Regions from separate parts of the Sus scrofa genome. Here all the other regions are linked to region 3. Evidence: chromatin contacts called from public HiChIP or PLAC-seq data. All regions are on one chromosome and are shown on one strand. Each heading gives the region's core, a stretch centred on a gene start, on an enhancer-like site or on the middle of the called end of the contact. The rest is flanking DNA. Distances are from core to core; before and after follow the strand shown. Region 1 overlaps ZNF438 (zinc finger protein 438). Region 2 overlaps ZNF438 (zinc finger protein 438). Region 3 has its middle 240 kb from the start of ARHGAP12.

The links. HiChIP or PLAC-seq counts read pairs in DNA pulled down with a chosen protein or histone mark.
Region 1: a contact with region 3 is called in an H3K27ac HiChIP or PLAC-seq map of skeletal muscle, with 7 times the contacts expected there. The contact joins two enhancer-like sites. A contact is called at or near these places in 2 of 47 Hi-C or Micro-C datasets (both in skeletal muscle) and 1 of 2 datasets of contacts at active chromatin or transcription factors (skeletal muscle).
Region 2: an H3K27ac HiChIP or PLAC-seq map of skeletal muscle shows a contact between it and region 3, with 6 times the contacts expected there. The contact joins two enhancer-like sites. A contact is called at or near these places in 1 of 47 Hi-C or Micro-C datasets (skeletal muscle) and 1 of 2 datasets of contacts at active chromatin or transcription factors (skeletal muscle).

What each region holds. Positions count from the first base shown.
Region 1 is chr10:41,783,913-41,786,931 of Sscrofa11.1, forward strand. It overlaps ZNF438 (zinc finger protein 438), which reads right to left. Exons shown (of 19, transcript XM_021064197.1): 8 at 979-1,087. Among named protein-coding and RNA genes, the nearest start is that of ZEB1, 230 kb to the right of the region's middle. Within about 2 kb of position 1,704, at least 4 of the 83 cell types and tissues checked have an H3K27ac peak or open chromatin away from gene starts, as enhancers often do. A contact at or near this core is called in skeletal muscle, where this site is marked.
Region 2 is chr10:41,695,138-41,698,132 of Sscrofa11.1, forward strand. ZNF438 (zinc finger protein 438) reads right to left here. Exons shown (of 19, transcript XM_021064197.1): 13 at 330-433. The coding sequence starts at 408. Among named protein-coding and RNA genes, the nearest start is that of ZEB1, 320 kb to the right of the region's middle. Within about 2 kb of position 1,289, at least 30 of the 83 cell types and tissues checked have an H3K27ac peak or open chromatin away from gene starts, as enhancers often do. A contact at or near this core is called in skeletal muscle, where this site is marked.
Region 3 is chr10:42,336,819-42,339,894 of Sscrofa11.1, forward strand. No RefSeq gene overlaps it. Among named protein-coding and RNA genes, the nearest start is that of ARHGAP12, 240 kb to the right of the region's middle. Within about 2 kb of position 1,518, at least 12 of the 83 cell types and tissues checked have an H3K27ac peak or open chromatin away from gene starts, as enhancers often do. A contact at or near this core is called in skeletal muscle, where this site is marked.

The DNA.
Region 1 (3,019 bases), core at 454-2,953, 550 kb before region 3:
ATCCATCATCTAATCTTGAAACTTATTTGACCCTCCTACTAAGTTGTAATCTCTTCTAGGTGGAAACCAAATTCTAGATCCTTGTGCCATCTTCACTGGATTATAGATTTTCAGTACATTTTTGGTGAATGAATAATAAATACAAAGATAAGTTGTGTAGTGTAAAAAAAAACATTAAATATTAGGAAATTTTTGCTATACTTTGTTCCTGATATCTTATATCTAGAATATCATGTAGCTTCTTTATCAGAGTCTGTACTTTCTAAAAATCTTTTTTGAGTTCTGGACTAGCACGTTGGCCAGGGAACAAATATAAGCAAAGACTTCAAGGTGAAAAATGAAATCCAAACCTCAGTTCTGCAAAATTAGTTATATTTGTAAAACAGGATGAGGGGGTGAAAATGACGATGATTTCAGGGGGAAAAAAGAGCAAGAGAGAGAACAAGGGAGGGAGGAGGAGAGAAAGAGAGAGAGAGAGATGATTAAAAATTAGATTGGCTGGTGAGAGACTGGAAATTTTCTTCCCATTCCCAAGAGGCTTATTTTTTTATCTTTCTTTCTCACACAGGAAAGCAGCACATTAGTTTCAAAGTTAAGTCTCATCACTAAGAAAAGGCATTCACAATATATGAATGATGACCAAGCATTTGGATTTTATTTATGAGAATAAAACTTTAAACTAATTAAACAATCATTTGTTCTCTTTTACAGACTGATGTTATTATAGGATATTACAATTTGACATCAACTTTTTACACTCTAAGTTCTGGAGACTTGGTTGACTATTTTAAAGTAAGAGCTGTGTTTATTGATATATTTGATTTTAGGAATTATGATCCTGCAGTTCCCCTGAGAGATTATGTTCTCTTCTTTTCTAAGACGAAGTCCTTAACAGGATGAGATCTTATCTTCCAGGAAACCATGAATTCACTGCGGAGGAGAAAGATTTGGATTTCGCTCTGGTAGAACGTGAAGTACCTTTTGAATTCTTTACTGTCTCTTCCAGTGATTTATCTTCTGCATGAAAATAATCTTTAGCATTTTTCAAGACAGATGAATTTATCTTTATAGAAACTGAACAGTTGTTCTGCAAGAAAACCAAAGAGAAAGGAAAACAAAATGATAGCTTTTGGGCAAGGCAACCGGGTCAAAAGAAGGTAAAAATGAAAAGAGTATCCTTGACTGAGAATCCAGGTGAAGCTTATGTCAAAACTCTTATTTTCAACAGTGAGGCGGTCATGAAAAAGTTGAAATTGTTGTCTTGTTTCCAAATAAATGTTGAGATTGTAAATTCTACATTATGAAAATGGAATCTGGAAATAAAATCCTAAACAATTGAAAATTTAAAGACTATGTTTCTTTCCTCAAATTTGCCTTGCCTTTTAACATTGAGTTTGGATCCCTCTGCTACTTTCTCTCAGTAAATAAGCTACCCTAACTCCCAGATAATATTAAAAATATAACTGCAGAGAAAGGAAACAATATTGGAAGTTAGAGTGCTTCAAGCAAAACCAAATTATAGTGCTTCAATAATCAGAAGAGTTTTTTTAAATTAAATCATAGGTCTTTATTAACAAAATAAAAGCTTTAGCTTTTTACACAGGGACAGAGAAAATGTGAGTGTAGGACCCACATTGTCCCGCTGTCACCTTGACAGACAGAGATGGTTATTAACAAGAGTGTAATACAGGCATACGGAGTCTGGAATTCTGTCTCTGTTAAGATTTAGATCCTGCCAGTGGGTAGCAGCTGTTTTAAATTTAAGAGGACAGGAGTGAGTTAGCGACATTTTGTAAGAAATAAATGAGCCCTCAGCGCACACCAATTGCTGGTAAATTCAGAAAATGATAAACATTCTTCCTTGAGCAAGAAAGCTAGATCGGAAACACACCTGCAAAGATTTATTTTCAAAACAGAAAAGATGTTGCTGTGCAACTGAAATGGTCTATTTTCACCGCTCCCCCCAGTCTCTCCTTTGGGATCATCTCCTGATTTCAATTGCGTTCATAAAAATCTGAGAGATTTTGATGAAACTAAGACAAAACTCAAAACTTCACAACTCGAAAGTGTTCCTTTGTAAAACCGAAGTCAATTTCCATTAACATTGACTCAATGTAATTTTCTTCTTTTGGTCTGTGCATTATTTTTCCCCCATGAAAATAGCATCCACATTTTAAAAAGGAAACAACAAAAATCAAACAAAAAACCTTAAAAAACAATCAAGAAATGTACCGAAAACTGAATAGTTCTTAAGACATACAATACAGGGGCTGCTGACACCATATTAAAAATAGATAAGTCTTGGAGTTCCCTAGTGGCTCAGCGGGTTATGGAGCCAGTGTTGTCACTGTAGTAGCATGGGTTCGATCCTTAGCCCCAGGATCCTCTGCATTCTATGATCATGCCCCCCCTCCCCAAAATTGATAGTGGGTCTGGCACTTTATACTATGACTGGCATTCTAGAGAGTTGGTGAAAAACTTTAAACAAATCTCTTCTTTAAATCAATTGTGTGAAGTTTTAAACTAACAACTTTCTAGTGTTTTGAAATATCACGGAATTGATATAAATGAGAAAATTTGTATTTAATAAACCTAATTTAAAGAAAAGTAAAATCCCTCAAGTTGCCATTTTAATTTCCTGAAATAGATCCTCTTGCTTGTCACTTAACACCCTATAAACTACGTGCATTTCTTAGTTGCTTATCTTTAAATCATAGCTCAGGAACACTTAGGAAAAGAAGAATCTATATTCAGAGGTAAAGTGAAAGATGAAAATACAAGGTAGTAATGGAGACTATACTTAATATAAGCAAACGACAATTCTGTGCCATGATTTTCTTCTAAAATTAGATGATAATCATCAAACTGCCTCTTTATTTTTGTAGTGTTCAAAATTGTGTGGGGTTTTGACACCATTAATCATGAGTATCACACACACACACAGAAACCACATAGGCTAAGATAAATAAACTGATAATAAAATGCACTTTAGGTCACTTTCAGGCTACATAATCCAGCA
Region 2 (2,995 bases), core at 39-2,538, 640 kb before region 3:
AAAAACATTTCAAAACCAGTCCCTCTAGCTTGTTAAGGCAGATCCAAACAAAACCAACCTAAAAATTCCTCTACCCACCTCCATGGAAAACCATGTTACACATGCATAAAAAATATTTTATCTCACTGCTTTAAGCCATGCAAACAGCTTACTTTGGCCTAAACACCAGCAAACTTAAATTATTCTAGAAACTCCTTCAAAGAGCCGTGGTTTTGTTCCTGTCCATCCCCAAACCCTTAGGTTCCCAAGTTGGTGGAGGGGACAGGGCAGTGTGCTCTAGGCCACACGAGCACACATGCCTGGAGCTGTGCCACAGGAAAGCTCGTTACCTGGACAAGGGCAGTGCTGGTACAGGTGACCCTGCCCCATCAATTCATCAGCAGCTGCTGACCCATGCTCATGCTTCATAGGAGCAGAACGTTTTCCCCTAAAACTTAAGGAGAAAAAGGCAAAAATAGAAAATCTTTTGCCAACCACAAAAATACATATTTTACAAGTTGTGGAATTAAAAGCAGCTGCTCTACACTTTAAAAACCAGAGAAAAAGTATAAAATAAGTATCTCCCTCTGACCAGCTACGACCTCCTGAACTGAACTGAAGCAGAAATATTGACCTGTCAGTGCCACAGCTTAAAGGGACCTACGGATCAAGTAAGCTAAAAGCAAGTGGTGGCATCAACTATTACCCTTCTTCTAGCAGAACCCACTTGTGTGATCTTTACTAGATTCCCAGGCTTTCACTTCACTAGAGATGCACTAAACTAGGAGTCTGTAGGTTTAAAATTTTGTGCAATTAATCTGACAACAAATTGGGTGGCTGGCTGTTAAATATGAGTTAGAAAACGGACTAAATGTTAGGGCTCCATTCTTGTCTCGAATCAAAGACATTTCTCCTGGGATTGCAAAGGAATGAGCATGTAGCCTATCTCATGGATGAAAGGGCGATCTCTAATCTTTAAAAACAGGAGGTCCGCCTCCATGATCACCTGGGACAAGCCTGGCTAGCGCACGTCAGCAAGGAGGTTATAGGAGCCTGGGAACGTTTAACATCAAGAAAGGAATTACAGCCCAGTAAGATCAGAGGGAATTACACAGGAAATGTGAACAGTAACCCTTTCAAATCCCTGTCCCCCCTCCCACCGCCTGTGATAGATGGAGTCCGGCTGCCATCCAGCTATGCGCTTACACAAGCCAACAGCTGAGGGGAACTGGGGAAAAGGGGAAAAGCCCATATATACACATGCACGGAGCACAGCATAAATTCGTAATGACGTGATAAAGTTGTGCTGCTCCAGAAAAAAGCCCCTGAGCCTTTCCAATGGCCACGTATGCACTTTATCACTGTCTCATCCAACCAGAGCCCCAAGTAAAAAATCCCACAGAAATTTGCAGAATCGGGCGGGGGTGGGGAGGACAGAAGAGTTAGTTGGCAGACTCATCATCGTAAGCAAGGAAACGTGGCCCCTCTGAAGCTGACCAAACAAATAGGTCTCCGCCCTGGCTTATGTTTAAACATCTTGTTCCTCATCGGTCTGTAGGGAAAACATTCTTTCCACAATAAATAACGTGCAATTGAATCAGAAATTCTTCCTCCAGGCTTTATCTACTCTGTAGAGGGTTCTTCAGTACTGTTAGCCAGAAGCCTAAAGAATTCAACTGATTGCAGACTTTTTTCTTAAAGAGCTGCTCACTTATAGTCAAGGCCAGTTAAATTATTTCTCGTTGCTAATTCTGGAAAAGCAAATGTGACTGTGTCTTTCCTGGACCCCTTTAGAGACCCCTAGGTTGGGACCTCAAGCAAAGAGCTACTTTTGCCACAACAGCCTCTTGGAAAAGGGGAAATGTTCAGTTTCTACAAACAGGTGAGTTCGAGAGAGATTCATTAAAAATCAAGACCAACCAACCAACCAACCAAAAAAAAAAAACCCATGGTTCTCAGACAGAAAGGGTATGGTGGGGCAGTAAAATAAAATGAAAAGGAGTTCCCGTTGTGGCGCGGCAGAAACCAATCCGACCAGTAACCATGAGGTTGCGGGTTCATTCCCTGGCCTCGCTCGGTGGCTTAAGGATCTGGCATTGCTGTGAGCCGTGGCATAGATCACAGACGCAGCTTGGATCCTGTGTTGCTGTGGCTGTGGCGTAGGCCAGCAGTTGTAGCTCTGATTTGACCCCTAGCCTGGGAACCTCCATATGCCATGGGTGCAGCCCTAAAAAGCAAAATACACACATACATATATACAGTGAAGAAAAAGGTGATGTTTACAGGAAGCTAAGTTTAAAACTTGGAATCAAACTTCACAGGTCTGAAACAAGAGTTCACTTTTTTCCCACTGGTATTACCAGGCTAGAGATGGTTCACTGCAAAGAGTAGGTCAAGGAATAAATGAAAGTGGATACAAAGCTGACAAAGCAAACTACCAATAAAAGTCAAAAGGGTTAGCGTCTTAGAACTCTCCAGAGAGGGAACTAGAAAACCAAAGGGCTTTTTTTTTTTTTTTTTTTTTTCAGCATTGTGCCGCCTCCAAAGCATATGAGTCTTGAAGAAACAACCTACATTGGCAGTGATACTGTGAGTGACTGGGGTTTCTACTGGAGACTTCTAACGGCTGCAAGTTAAACAACAGCCTCTCATTTCTCTGGTGCTGGCTCACAGGCAGGCAGGAAGGCCCATGAATAATACTCCAACTATCAGGCCAGACTTCTGATTGGGCTTCCAAGCAAAGATCAGTTCCTATCACAGTGTGGACCAAACAGAAACTCAAGGGCCCCGTCTCCTCACCTGGAAATGAGAGCTTACTTAGAGTGCCTCTTAATCATTCTTAACCCAGGTCTTAGTCTGATAGCGTAAAACCCTCATCCCTCTCCTTGAATGTTATTTGAGATTTCAAAGTAATTTAAGTATTAGCAACAAAAAGAAAGTGCAGCAAGATAATTTCTGACTGCTTTTTCAAACCATATCATACTGCAACAGAATCTTTCTTCCTTCCTTCATTTCT
Region 3 (3,076 bases), core at 268-2,767:
CCCATCAGCCTCAAGACCCAAATATCAGCTGAGCCAGCTGCCCCTCCTGCCAGCAGGTTTACTTGCACAAACGAATCATGTCTCCTAGTCAGGAGGATGGAGCCGACAGACATCATTGTTCAGAAGGCAAGTTATCGTAATGAGGCCAAGCAAACAGGGCGGGGGGGAGGAGGAAGGGGGGGCACCTAATCCAGCTGCCGTGTTGATAACGCATTAATGGGGTGGCCACACAAGCGCAGAGTTAATGCGTGCTTTTCTCCACAAGCCTGACGCTGTCTACATGACAACTGCTCTCATAACTAAACCAGAGCTAATTATTCATGTTAATTTCGGCCCCCAGTGGGATTCCAACTCCGGTTAAAGCCAGCCAGCCAAGCCCACCCATTCTCCCTTTAAGCCCTATACAGAGGTGGTGCTGGGTACCCAAATCTTTGCAGTGGGTACTCAGCACCTTTAAGATCCACTTTTTACACAGATGAAAAGAATTCCGGGAGTTCCCATTGTGGCTGAGCAGGTTAAGAACCCAACATAGTGTCTGTGAGGATGTGGGTTCGATCCCTGGCCTCGCTCAGTGGGTTAAGGATCCGGCGTTCGCCATGGCTGTGGCGTAGGCCATAAGCTGCGGTACCAATTCAACCCCTAGCCTGCAAGCTTCCATATGCCACGGTCTGGCCCTAAAAAAAATAATTATGATGATGATGCTGCTATAGATGAAGCCAGCCACTCCCCGACCTCCTCACTCCTGTCTTCTGAGATTCCCCTGGCCCCAATTATTTTTCCCCTGCTTCTTCTCTCTGCACAGAACATTAGATCCAGGAAAATGTTCGGCAAAAGTAAGTGAATCAATTCATACTACACTAAAAGGCTATGTGCTATATGATTCCATTTACATAACATTCTGGAAAAGACAAAGCTCTTTGCAGAGGACAGATCACTGGTGACTGGTAGGGGTGGAGGGAAAGGCTGACTCCAACGTGAATTGGGGGCTGATAAAACTCATCCTACACAATTACAGTCGTGGACAAACCGTACTATGCAGCTGTCAAACCCAAAGAACTGGACCCCAGAAAGAGCAACTCTTAATGTACGGTCCTGCAGGTAAGTTAAAAATACATTTTAAAAGAGAATATAACTTGTTCTCTCTCTCTGACGGTTTTCCTTGTTAATTTGCCTTTATTATTAGAAAGCGCCATCTTTTGCTGACAAAGGAAAGCTTTGAAATTTGAGCCAAAGCTGGGAGAGGGGGAACAATGGCTTTCTTCGTGAAGTTGTGATGCATGCCCTGTAGCTCCTGTGTTTGAAATGCTTAAGCAGGTGTGGCTTTTTTCTTCCCTGGGAATGGTCAATGCGTGTCTGCGAAGAGAGCACATAGCAAAGGTTTGAACAATTTTCCAGTGAGATCAGTCAAGTCTTAATCTCCATGACGCCAAAAGACTTGGCCGCAGAGTGGAAAGTTCGGTCAATCGCCCAGCTGTTTTGTCTTTGTGTATCCCCCCCCCCAACCCCCATCTGTGTGACTGTTCAGAGACAGGTTTCAGATTGTTTGGCTGGTGCCAAGGAGACGCCATCAGAGTTGACAGCTTTCCCTAATGACAAATTTTCTTTCCATTTCCTCCACTCTCTTCACCGGGGCAGCTACAGCCTGAAGTTCTTTGTCATCTCATTTCGACAGTGGTTGCTTAAAAAAGACAAATCAGCGACTTTATGATGAGCTATAACACACGCATCAGTCTCTTCTTCTCCTTGGCGCCTGCACGGCAACTGCACCCAAAAGCTGATGCAACGTGGCAGCCTTAAATATCCCAAAGGTCATTCCTTATCGCGGCAACCTCAACACTTTCCATCCTTTCCAAAATAATCACGCCAGACCTGACAGACAGTTTTGCATTCATTTGTAATGTTAAGTACTTAATCAACAAGTTAAATATTCTTCAGGTTCACGAGAATGATGACAACCTCTGAAGAGTTTTCTGTCACTTAAGTGGGATTGGTCTGATTAGGGCTGACAGACAGATATAAGAAAGCAAGCAGCTTTTACCTGCAGGCTTTTTTTTTTTTTTTTTCTTGTTGGGAATATGATAATGCGACAAAATTAGATCTTGAGAAGCTTGGGTGTTTATGCCTCTAAAATCATACGCATACCTTTGTTGCAGAAGCCAAAGGGGTCAAAGTAGTCTTAGAGATTCATTCCTAATGCACAGGCTTTCTGCTTATCTGTCTACTGTGTGTCAATAACCCAGCAGAGAGCCCACCACTGGGTGGGGGGGGGGGCGTATCATGGAGGTAAACTCTTAAACTCAATTTGTAGAACCACAGACTCTGGTTAGTAGAAACCTACAGTGTGGCTCTGAATAGCTTTTTTTTTTTTTTGGCCATGCCATTGGCATCCTTAAGTCCCCAGGCCAGGGATCAAACTCAGGCCATAGCAGTGACAACACTGGATCCTTAGCCTGATGAGCCACCACAGAACTTATGAGCTATTCATGTGTGCAGGAACAAAAGAACACTCCACTTGGCTCAAGGAACTGGAGTTTCCTGTAGGAACACACATGAACTGGGTCTGAAGCTGGAAAACTCAAAGGCACCCAGACAGCCCCGGGATTTCTGTCTCAAGGTACCCCTGCCTTTCTTGGGCCACACGTTCCCTCCCAGCCCTCTCAAAAAATTCCTTCTTCCAACTGACCCCCCTTTCTGCATGCTCACGGCCCTCCTTGACTTTTCTGGCTTCTCGCTGGCATCAGAACACCTGCAAATGTGCTGCTTCACTCTGTGCTCAGTTTTTAAAGCTGAGAGGGAAAGTTTGATTGGCTCAGCACATTCTTCCATGCCAGGCCCAAAGACGGATGGAATTACGTGTCACGATCAGCCGGTGAATTGACAGCCCTGGGATCAGGCGTCGACCCAAACTGCTCCATCCAAAGCGGGATAACATAACATGAGACATTGCCATCTTGGCTGCAGGGGCTCTGGTGGGCAGTTCCTATTAGAAACGGGGTTTGGGGGCTGGTAAGGCTGAGGGGTACCACGTCCTTGTCTAATAATTAAGTTTCCTCTACAGCAGGGGTTTCAACTCCAG